Regions from separate parts of the Mus musculus genome. Here region 2 is linked to region 1. Evidence: chromatin contacts called from public Hi-C data. All regions are on one chromosome and are shown on one strand. Each heading gives the region's core, a stretch centred on a gene start, on an enhancer-like site or on the middle of the called end of the contact. The rest is flanking DNA. Distances are from core to core; before and after follow the strand shown.

Evidence for each region. A called contact is a pair of places that touch in the nucleus more often than the background predicts.
Region 2: a contact with region 1 is called in a Hi-C map of group 2 innate lymphoid cells, with 3 times the contacts expected there. The contact joins two enhancer-like sites. A contact is called at or near these places in 11 of 39 promoter capture datasets (the C10 cell line, the HPC-7 cell line, HPC-7-derived erythroid cells and 7 more), 11 of 484 Hi-C or Micro-C datasets (adipose-derived mesenchymal stem cells, cerebral cortex, embryonic fibroblasts and 8 more), 2 of 115 datasets of contacts at active chromatin or transcription factors (astrocytes and heart atrium) and 3 of 9 other capture datasets (adipose tissue, liver and macrophages).

Annotation. Positions count from the first base shown.
Region 1 is chr10:20,734,695-20,738,761 of GRCm38.p6, forward strand. No RefSeq gene overlaps it. Among named protein-coding and RNA genes, the nearest start is that of Gm33510, 100 kb to the right of the region's middle. Within about 2 kb of position 2,612, at least 38 of the 459 cell types and tissues checked have an H3K27ac peak or open chromatin away from gene starts, as enhancers often do. A contact at or near this core is called in group 2 innate lymphoid cells and pre-megakaryocyte-erythroid progenitors, where this site is marked.
Region 2 is chr10:20,904,688-20,908,501 of GRCm38.p6, forward strand. No RefSeq gene overlaps it. Among named protein-coding and RNA genes, the nearest start is that of Ahi1, 46 kb to the right of the region's middle. Within about 2 kb of position 2,549, at least 54 of the 459 cell types and tissues checked have an H3K27ac peak or open chromatin away from gene starts, as enhancers often do. A contact at or near this core is called in group 2 innate lymphoid cells and pre-megakaryocyte-erythroid progenitors, where this site is marked.

The DNA.
Region 1 (4,067 bases), core at 1,362-3,861:
TTGTGTATATGAATACATATGTGTGTATTTGTGTTTACATATTATATGTATATTACATGTGTGTGCATGTGTGTGTCTGTGTTTGTGTGTGTGTGTGTGTGTGTGTTGTTTTCAACAAAAAATAAGTTTGTTGCTTGAAGGATATTTGGTATTTACTTAAAAATGTTCAATGTTCTTATTTTTCTAGAGTCACTACAACAACTCCACAAGATAGCAGCAGCATTACCTCCTTTTATAGATGAGCAGATAGTCCAGAGAGACCCCTAAGCTCTCCCAAACTGCCCAGGTTAGAGCTGAGATTTCAACTTGCCTGCTGCCTTTTCCACACATGATAGTGATAGCCCTTTATTCAATACATCAGGTCTAACAGTAGTTAAAACTCTAGATGCCTGAAAAAAAACTCTTCCTAATTTATTATTTATCAGACACTCACTATATCCTCCATGCATGTGGGATACAAACAGAGCATAAGGAAAATAAGCGACCTGGACCAAGACATCAGTGCTGTAGTTTGAATGTGTCCACTTTAAAATTCAGGCATTATCAGGGTGATAGCAGTAGGAGGTGGGTATTTAAAAATAGGCAGACCAAGAGGGCTTTTGACCTAAAGCTCATGTAAAAGAAGCTTTCATTGGTGTTCTGGGAGCCCACTTTTCTACACTCTGTGATGTGGGGTGGAAACATTTGGAAGCAGAGAGCAACGCTTATCAAATGAACAAACCAATCAGTGTCTTCATCTTGCCAGCCTAGGAATTACAAAACAAGAAATTTCTTCTATTTATAAATTAACCCATTTTCTTATAGTAGTACAAACGGACTTATTATATTATATTATATTATATTATATTATATTATATTATATTATATTATATGAACTCAGATAAGTTCTATGTGTAGGAGAAAGTGCAAAGATAATTGAAGCAATTCAATTATTGTCTGAAGTACTCAAAAATCATGTCCCGCAACTAATGATGACTTTCTCACATCAACATCAATTAACTTTAGCATTAAAATAAGATCTTCAGGAGCAGCCATCCCTAAGGTTCTTTTTTTTTCCTGAGGCTAAAATATTTTAAATAAATGAATAACATTTTGAGAAACTTTGATAACAAAGCTTGGTAGACATGCAGGCTCTGGTTAACACCAGAAATAGAGAGAGGTTGGTGTTTATTGGCTTTCTTCTCACTTGGAATTGAGGGATAATCAGGACCACTGAGTTTGGAAGAATGGTGTCCTCTTGGCTACTTGCTCAGTCCTGCTCTAGATTAGTATAGACATGTAAACATGAAGGATGAGTGCACACTCTTAAGCATGTTTTGATGGTCTGTCAAGGGAGGAGGATGCTGTCAGAGACTTTAGGCTTCCAAGTTATTTCTTATTGCAGGAGAGAGGCAGTCAGCTAAACCCACACAGCTTCTGGGGGTATTTCTACCTTGGTTCTTTCTCTGCTCTGTTCCCAAGGCCAGCACAGAGAACGGAGGAGTGAGATGCCTTGCTCCTTTCCTTCCCAGCAGGCTGCGCAGTTCCTGCTGGTGAGGTGGCTCTTCTCAAAAGCTTATCACAAAGTGAGCACACAGTCTACAACTGTTACCCTCTGGGTTCTAGGTCACCGGTCACTCAGATAATGGGGGTAGGAAAGGCCTCCCAAAAGAAACAGTTCTTAGTCTGTGCCTGGGGACCAAACAAAGTAGAAAGAAAATTAGTTCCAGACCTTTAGAGGGCCACCAGTTCAGAAGGCAATGTGCCAAGTTTCTAATTGTCGGGGTCCTGTCGACCTTTAAGGGTGCCCACAAGGAAGACATTGTTCTAAATCAGACCTAGCACCAGAAAAGAGAGTACAGGGCAGAGCGGTGCCTGTGGGCAGACTTTCTCCACTGTCTAAATTGCTGTTTCTTCCTTGGTTTGGGATCCTCTCAGTCCTGTCAAGCAGAAGTCGTCACCTCTTATGAAATGCGTAATTCCCAGCGACATTGCACTATATTTTCCCTACCAGTGGGAATCATTGCAGGAGCACTATTTAAGAGAGGACTAGGAAGATGGCTCAGCAGATAAGGTGGCTTGTTTTCTAAGCACAGGGACCTGAGTTTGATCCCTAGAATCAAGTTTTTAAAAAAAGAAAAAGAAACACCAGCGCCCCCCCCCCACCCAGTGTATTGGCCCACTTGCCTTTAATCCTAGTGCTTGAGAAGGAGGGGTGGGGGTGGGGAGTGGGGTGAAGTTAGGTGGGTCCCTGGTGCTCTCTGTCCCTAAGTAAGTTACTTGGTGAGGTTCAGGCCATTGAGAGATGGAGTCTCAAAAAAAGTGGATGGCACCGTGCATGCATACACACCGAGGGATACGAGCATTCACAAATCTAGGGAGAGACAGGGAGAGAGTTTAAACATTCAACGATCTGTTCTTAACTTCATTTTCTTTCAAGAAGCATGGATTCTGCAATCACAGGGGGAAAAAAAAGGAGAGTATAGAAGGAACGACTTAACTTTGCCATGTCACATAAAACCATTATTATGAGTCTAAGAATATTAAATATAATGCTTGTGGTTTGTTGAGTGCTGAGGGCAGTGATACAGCTGAATTGAGGATTTCCTGTGCTGTCTGGGACTGAGAATAAGGGCTCGTATTGTAGCCTTCTTTCCCTCATTTTCCCCTCCCCCAAAGCCCAACATGTCACTCAAACAAAATTAGTGTAATTAGGAAGTGACTAAAGGCAGTGAGGCCTTCCTGTCAGTTTTTTTCTAATGAGACTTAAGTGCCACCACAAAGCAAGCAGGTTTATCTGGTCACTGGAATTAATTGAGTGTTTTCGTTGCGGCTCTAAGGAACTTAAGTAATTGGAGACTCAGAGGGTTCTTCCGAGCAGGAGCATGGGCTTTACTTAAGAACCATCCATGTTTCCTCCCAAGCCTGGAGAAGAGGTGATTCCCAAAAATGCCTTTTGTTCCTCTCCTGACACGTGATCGTGATCTAGCCGTATTTCTCAACACAAAGCACCTGTCTCCTCCTTCAGTGCGCAGGAGTTGGCCATTGGTGCTCCTCAGCAGGGCAGCCTGCTGGGCCCTAGGAGGCTTCCCTCCCCTAAGTGCAGGACAGCCTCAAATGAGCAGGTCGCTAGGGAAAGGTCAGAGGCATCAACCAACCACAGTGTCAAACCCAGTCAGTCCCACAGTGACAGGCACACCAAACAACCTAGCTTCTGTGTTTGAATTCAATTTAAAAGCATTTTTAAAATTGTTTTTAAAAAAAAAAACAGTAAAGCATGTTTTCAAGTTGTTCTCCCCTCTTGGATTCAGTTTACATAAAGTACCTGTGCAGCTCTTTGGAAAATGGCTGTTATTATTATTTTTTTAAAACGTTACTCAGACAGTGTTCTTTTCTCAAGTCATCAACATTAAGCTTCTTTTCAAAACTTAAAATTCTCTCTCTCTTCTCTCTCCCTCTCTCATCCCCTCTCTGTTTTTCTCTCTTACTCTTAATAGATTTACTTCCTTGAAATATGGAGACATGGAAACAGTGGGGTGTATCTTCCAAACCTTGTGTGGCTAGCACTAATGCTAAAATAGTGTGTAAGGCAAGCTAGCCAGTTCACGAATATTTCCAATCTGTGGTGCCCACTGGCTCTTTCTCATTCATAAGAAATGGCCTTGAGGTCTTTGGAGGACAAATCAACAAGTAGGATTTGCACTCTTGCTTTTTGCAGGTCTTGAACTAAGTGTTCAGTCTAAGCTCCTTGTACCTATGACGGATTGCCCTGGCCAATGTAAGAAGAGGGAACTGGAGGCTGGGGGGTAAGAGGCTGTGAAGCTCTCACACATCACCCCAAACCCAAGCATGGATGGACACAAAGCTTGGACATCAGTCTCTGGCGGTGGCTCTTGTCTCATGCAGGAAGGAAGAGAGAGAAAACCGCCATGGCCATTGTGATGGTTTGTATATGCTTGCCTAGGGAGTGGCACTATTAGGAGGTGTGGCCTTGTTGGAGTAGGTGTGTCACTGTGGGCCTGGGCTTAAGACCCTTACCCTAGCTGCCTGGAAGTCAGTCTTCCACTAGCAGCCTTCAGATGAAGATG
Region 2 (3,814 bases), core at 1,299-3,798, 170 kb after region 1:
GCTCAACTCTTGGTGATTAATTTGCTGTCTCTCTTGGGTCCATGACTGTATTTGCCCAGAGGTCAACACCGCCTTTAGAGGGGCTCGGCTATTTAAGTTCATCACCACGTAGTTCTGTAAAGCCTGCATGACAGTAACCACTACTAGACAGCACTTAGCCCAACTGGCTTTGTGCTGCTGGGGTTTGGTCCCACATAGTTTATAATATTTCATTTTCCCCAGTAGAGCCTTACATACGCACAAGGGGTCCAATATGCTCATTCATTTCCAAATGCTATCAATATAAATATAAATGCAAACAAAATCGGAAATGGGATTCTAGTAGGCTGTATAAGTCAATAGTATGCATGCTTCAATCAGTTGCTAAAGTCATTAACAAAGAAACATACTGCAATGCACAACATCACTTGTTTTATGTGCTGAATTAAAACCAGATACAACTATTCCTCACACCATAACAGTTCTTTTAATTTGTATAAATTGTTTACTGTAGCAAATTATTTCTTCAAAGTCAGTGCCACTATCACTTGCAGCCCAAAAGAGACCCTCTATAAGACATATCAGCACTAATCTTTCTGTGAAATTTTAAAAACCCTATGTTAATGGGGAGTATGTTATACCTATGTGCTATCTTGTGCTCACAGCCCATAAAGAACATGCCTTCAGTCTCACTTCACACTTCACGACAAGTGTTTGAGTGTATGAAAGTAAACAACCATCTACTGTGTTATTAAAAGATTCTAAAAGCTCGAATATATAGGAAAAAAAATTCTAACCAAGCCCTGCCCTATGGATGCATGCTCATTTGTTCCTCTTTTTATCAATCCCAGCCATAAGCAGTGACGCCATGAGTCCTTAGTCCTCCTTATCAGCCAGGTGACCAAGAGAGGGCTGGAAGCTTTCCTAAGGTGACAATCCCCCAAGTGGAGGAAGTATCTATCCCTGTCAGGTCCAAGGCTGTAGGAAATCCATGATGCCAACACCTATCAAGGACATTTTCCTGGATATCTTTGTCCCCTGTTTCAGGGTCCCAGGATCTGTCTTAATTTTAAAATGTCTCAAATGCTTTGTGACTTTATCCCTAAAATGTTACATCTGTTTCTCAGCTGTAACCTTCCTTGTAAGTCACTAAAAGTGACTCTGGCCCTCAAATTGAGTCTCACCTCCACCACCACCACCACCATTACCACCACCACCACCACTATCACCACCACCACCACCACTATCACCACCACCACCACCACCACCACCACCACCACCACCACCACCACCACTATCACCAGCACCAGCACCAGCACCCCTCCCTGCTTGTCTTCTCAGATCTCTCTCAGTACCTTTGGCCCACATCTGTCTTCTGAGAAGTAGATCTCAAGATGGGTTTGGTTCTACAAACGTTTCATTAGCGGAAATTACTGAAAGATCAAGAGACTGTTCCGGAGTTAGGCATGAAGTTCCCTCCGACTGTGAAGCAGATGAGATATCCCTCCCACAGAAGGAGTGAGCAGGAATTCTCAAGACAACAAGACAGTTATGAAAACAGTTTTTGGCCCAGGCTAATGGAAACTTTCACAGTAAAGCCTGCTTGTTGATATTGCAGCAAGAATGGACCCTAACACCCTACGAAACCCAGCCATGGGCTGGAAGCAACACCAGCATACACATACTGGGGGCCTACATTAAGAGCAGCAACTGGTAGCAATCACTCCTTGCTGCAGCAGGCTCCCTCAAAGGAGCCTCAAACAACGCTCCCCCTGTGTGAGCACATTAGAATGAAAGGCTACCCTAAGTCTGTCCTATGGGATGTCTCAGAATAAATTAATAATGGGCATACAGAAAAAATAAAAAGCCCTACAAGAAAGAAAGATGATCCTAATTCACTGTGGCTCAGTGCTGGATTATGTTTGAATAATCATAACAAACATGGAATTTAACCAAGAAAAGGCACCAAAACAGTTTCATCAAAACCTTCATCAGAAGGAAAGAAGGAGAAAAAATGTGGATAGAGAAATATAAAGTAATGAGAGCTTCAAGGTAGGGAAAATTAAGAAATAATGGTATACGCAGACGAGATTCAAACATCAAAGTAAATAATACACATAATGTAATGACTAAAGTGCTTTTCTAAAGCAGGGATCTATGGTATTTGTTTCTTAATTCTATCAATGTTTACCTTTAAATAAGATGTTAATTAAAACTAAACTAAACAGGCTGTTTAATACCTAATCATAAAGACAAATGAAGGGTAGTAATTTCATATAGTTCTGTTACTATGCTAACGGGGAGTGCACTGTACTTATGTGCTACCTTGTGCTCACAGCCCATAAAGATCATGCCTTCAGTCTCACTTCACAGGTCGCTACAAGTGTTACAGTGTGCAGAATTAAAACTACCATCTACTGTGTTATTAAAAGATTATAAAAGGAGTGTTTTCAGGTCAGACAGTGGGGAGTTTTCTGGGGCTTTTAGGTTGTTTTCTGATAATACACACTTGGCTTGAGTTCACATGTGTCAGCTGCTATCAGCTGCCCATGTGCGTCATCGAGTGAGCTTTGCGGTATTATCTGCAGCCAAAGGAAACACGGGGGAAATCATCACAGCAGCGCCACACAGTTCTAATCAGCTCGAGAGAAAAACCACCCTCCCACTGGTATTTTCACACAGACCCTTAACAGCAAGCACACTGCACCACTGCAATAAAAAGAAAATGTGCAAAACTAAAAATTGATATGGCTTCTGATAGTTTCAAAGACAGCCTTAAAAAACAAAATTTGTATCAAGTTGGTCATTCTTGGCAATCGTCCAGTTCTAAGGCATGCATTGACCCCTGACACAAGGTACGTTTTTCACAGATATATTCCCACCATCTTACCCTACTTCTCTAACATTTTGTTCAGGGAAACACTCACCTTTCTATAGGTATGATTAAAGCACACACACACCACATACACAGCACATGCACAGAGACACACAAAGCACAGACACGTACACACACACATACACAATATACACCCAATATACACATACATAGCGTGCGCGCACCCCCCTCCCCCCCACACACACACATAATCATCATCATCATCATCAAATGGTCAAATGTAACATAATAAATTATTCTACAGTACAAGGTGCTAAAGAGGGCCAATGTCTTTTCTTATATCCAGTATTCCTGGCTCCAAGTTTTCACCCATCTAAGTCTGAAGGCAGCTGGTCAGAATCCACACTTGGTACCCCTCCCGTAACTCTTAATCCCTTTAAAGCATTGTCCACGGGAAATTGGGTGGGAGCTGCTCTCATTCATTGTGGTTGTCGTACTGCTGCACCTCATTTGGGACTACATTTTATCTGCCTCTGTCATTGAGAAATGTTGATGCGATGCCTTTTAGAGATTATACAAGTTTCTTTCTGTTTCTGGTTCCCTCCTCAGGACAGATCTCACCTCAGCTACAAGAACCCAGAAGTTCATCCACAGGTTCAGCTCCCACTACTCTACCTTCATCCAGTCTTCCACAGGAAAACACAGCTCCTGGTTTCCTCTGTTCTTTTTCTGTCCTTTCTCTCTTTCTTCCTTTCTCTCCCTATTTCTTCCTTCCTTCCTTCCTTCCTTCCTTCCTTCCTTTCTTTCTTTCTTTCTTTCTTTCTTTCTTTCTTTCTTTCTCTCTCTCTCTCTCTCTCTCTCTCTCTCTCTTTCTTTCTGTGTGTGTGTGCTCACATGCACACACACGTAAACACTTGTGAATTTTTTATTTACTTATTTATTTATCCACATCCCAAAACTGCCCCCCCTTTCCCCTCAGAGAGTCCCTCCCCCTCTCTT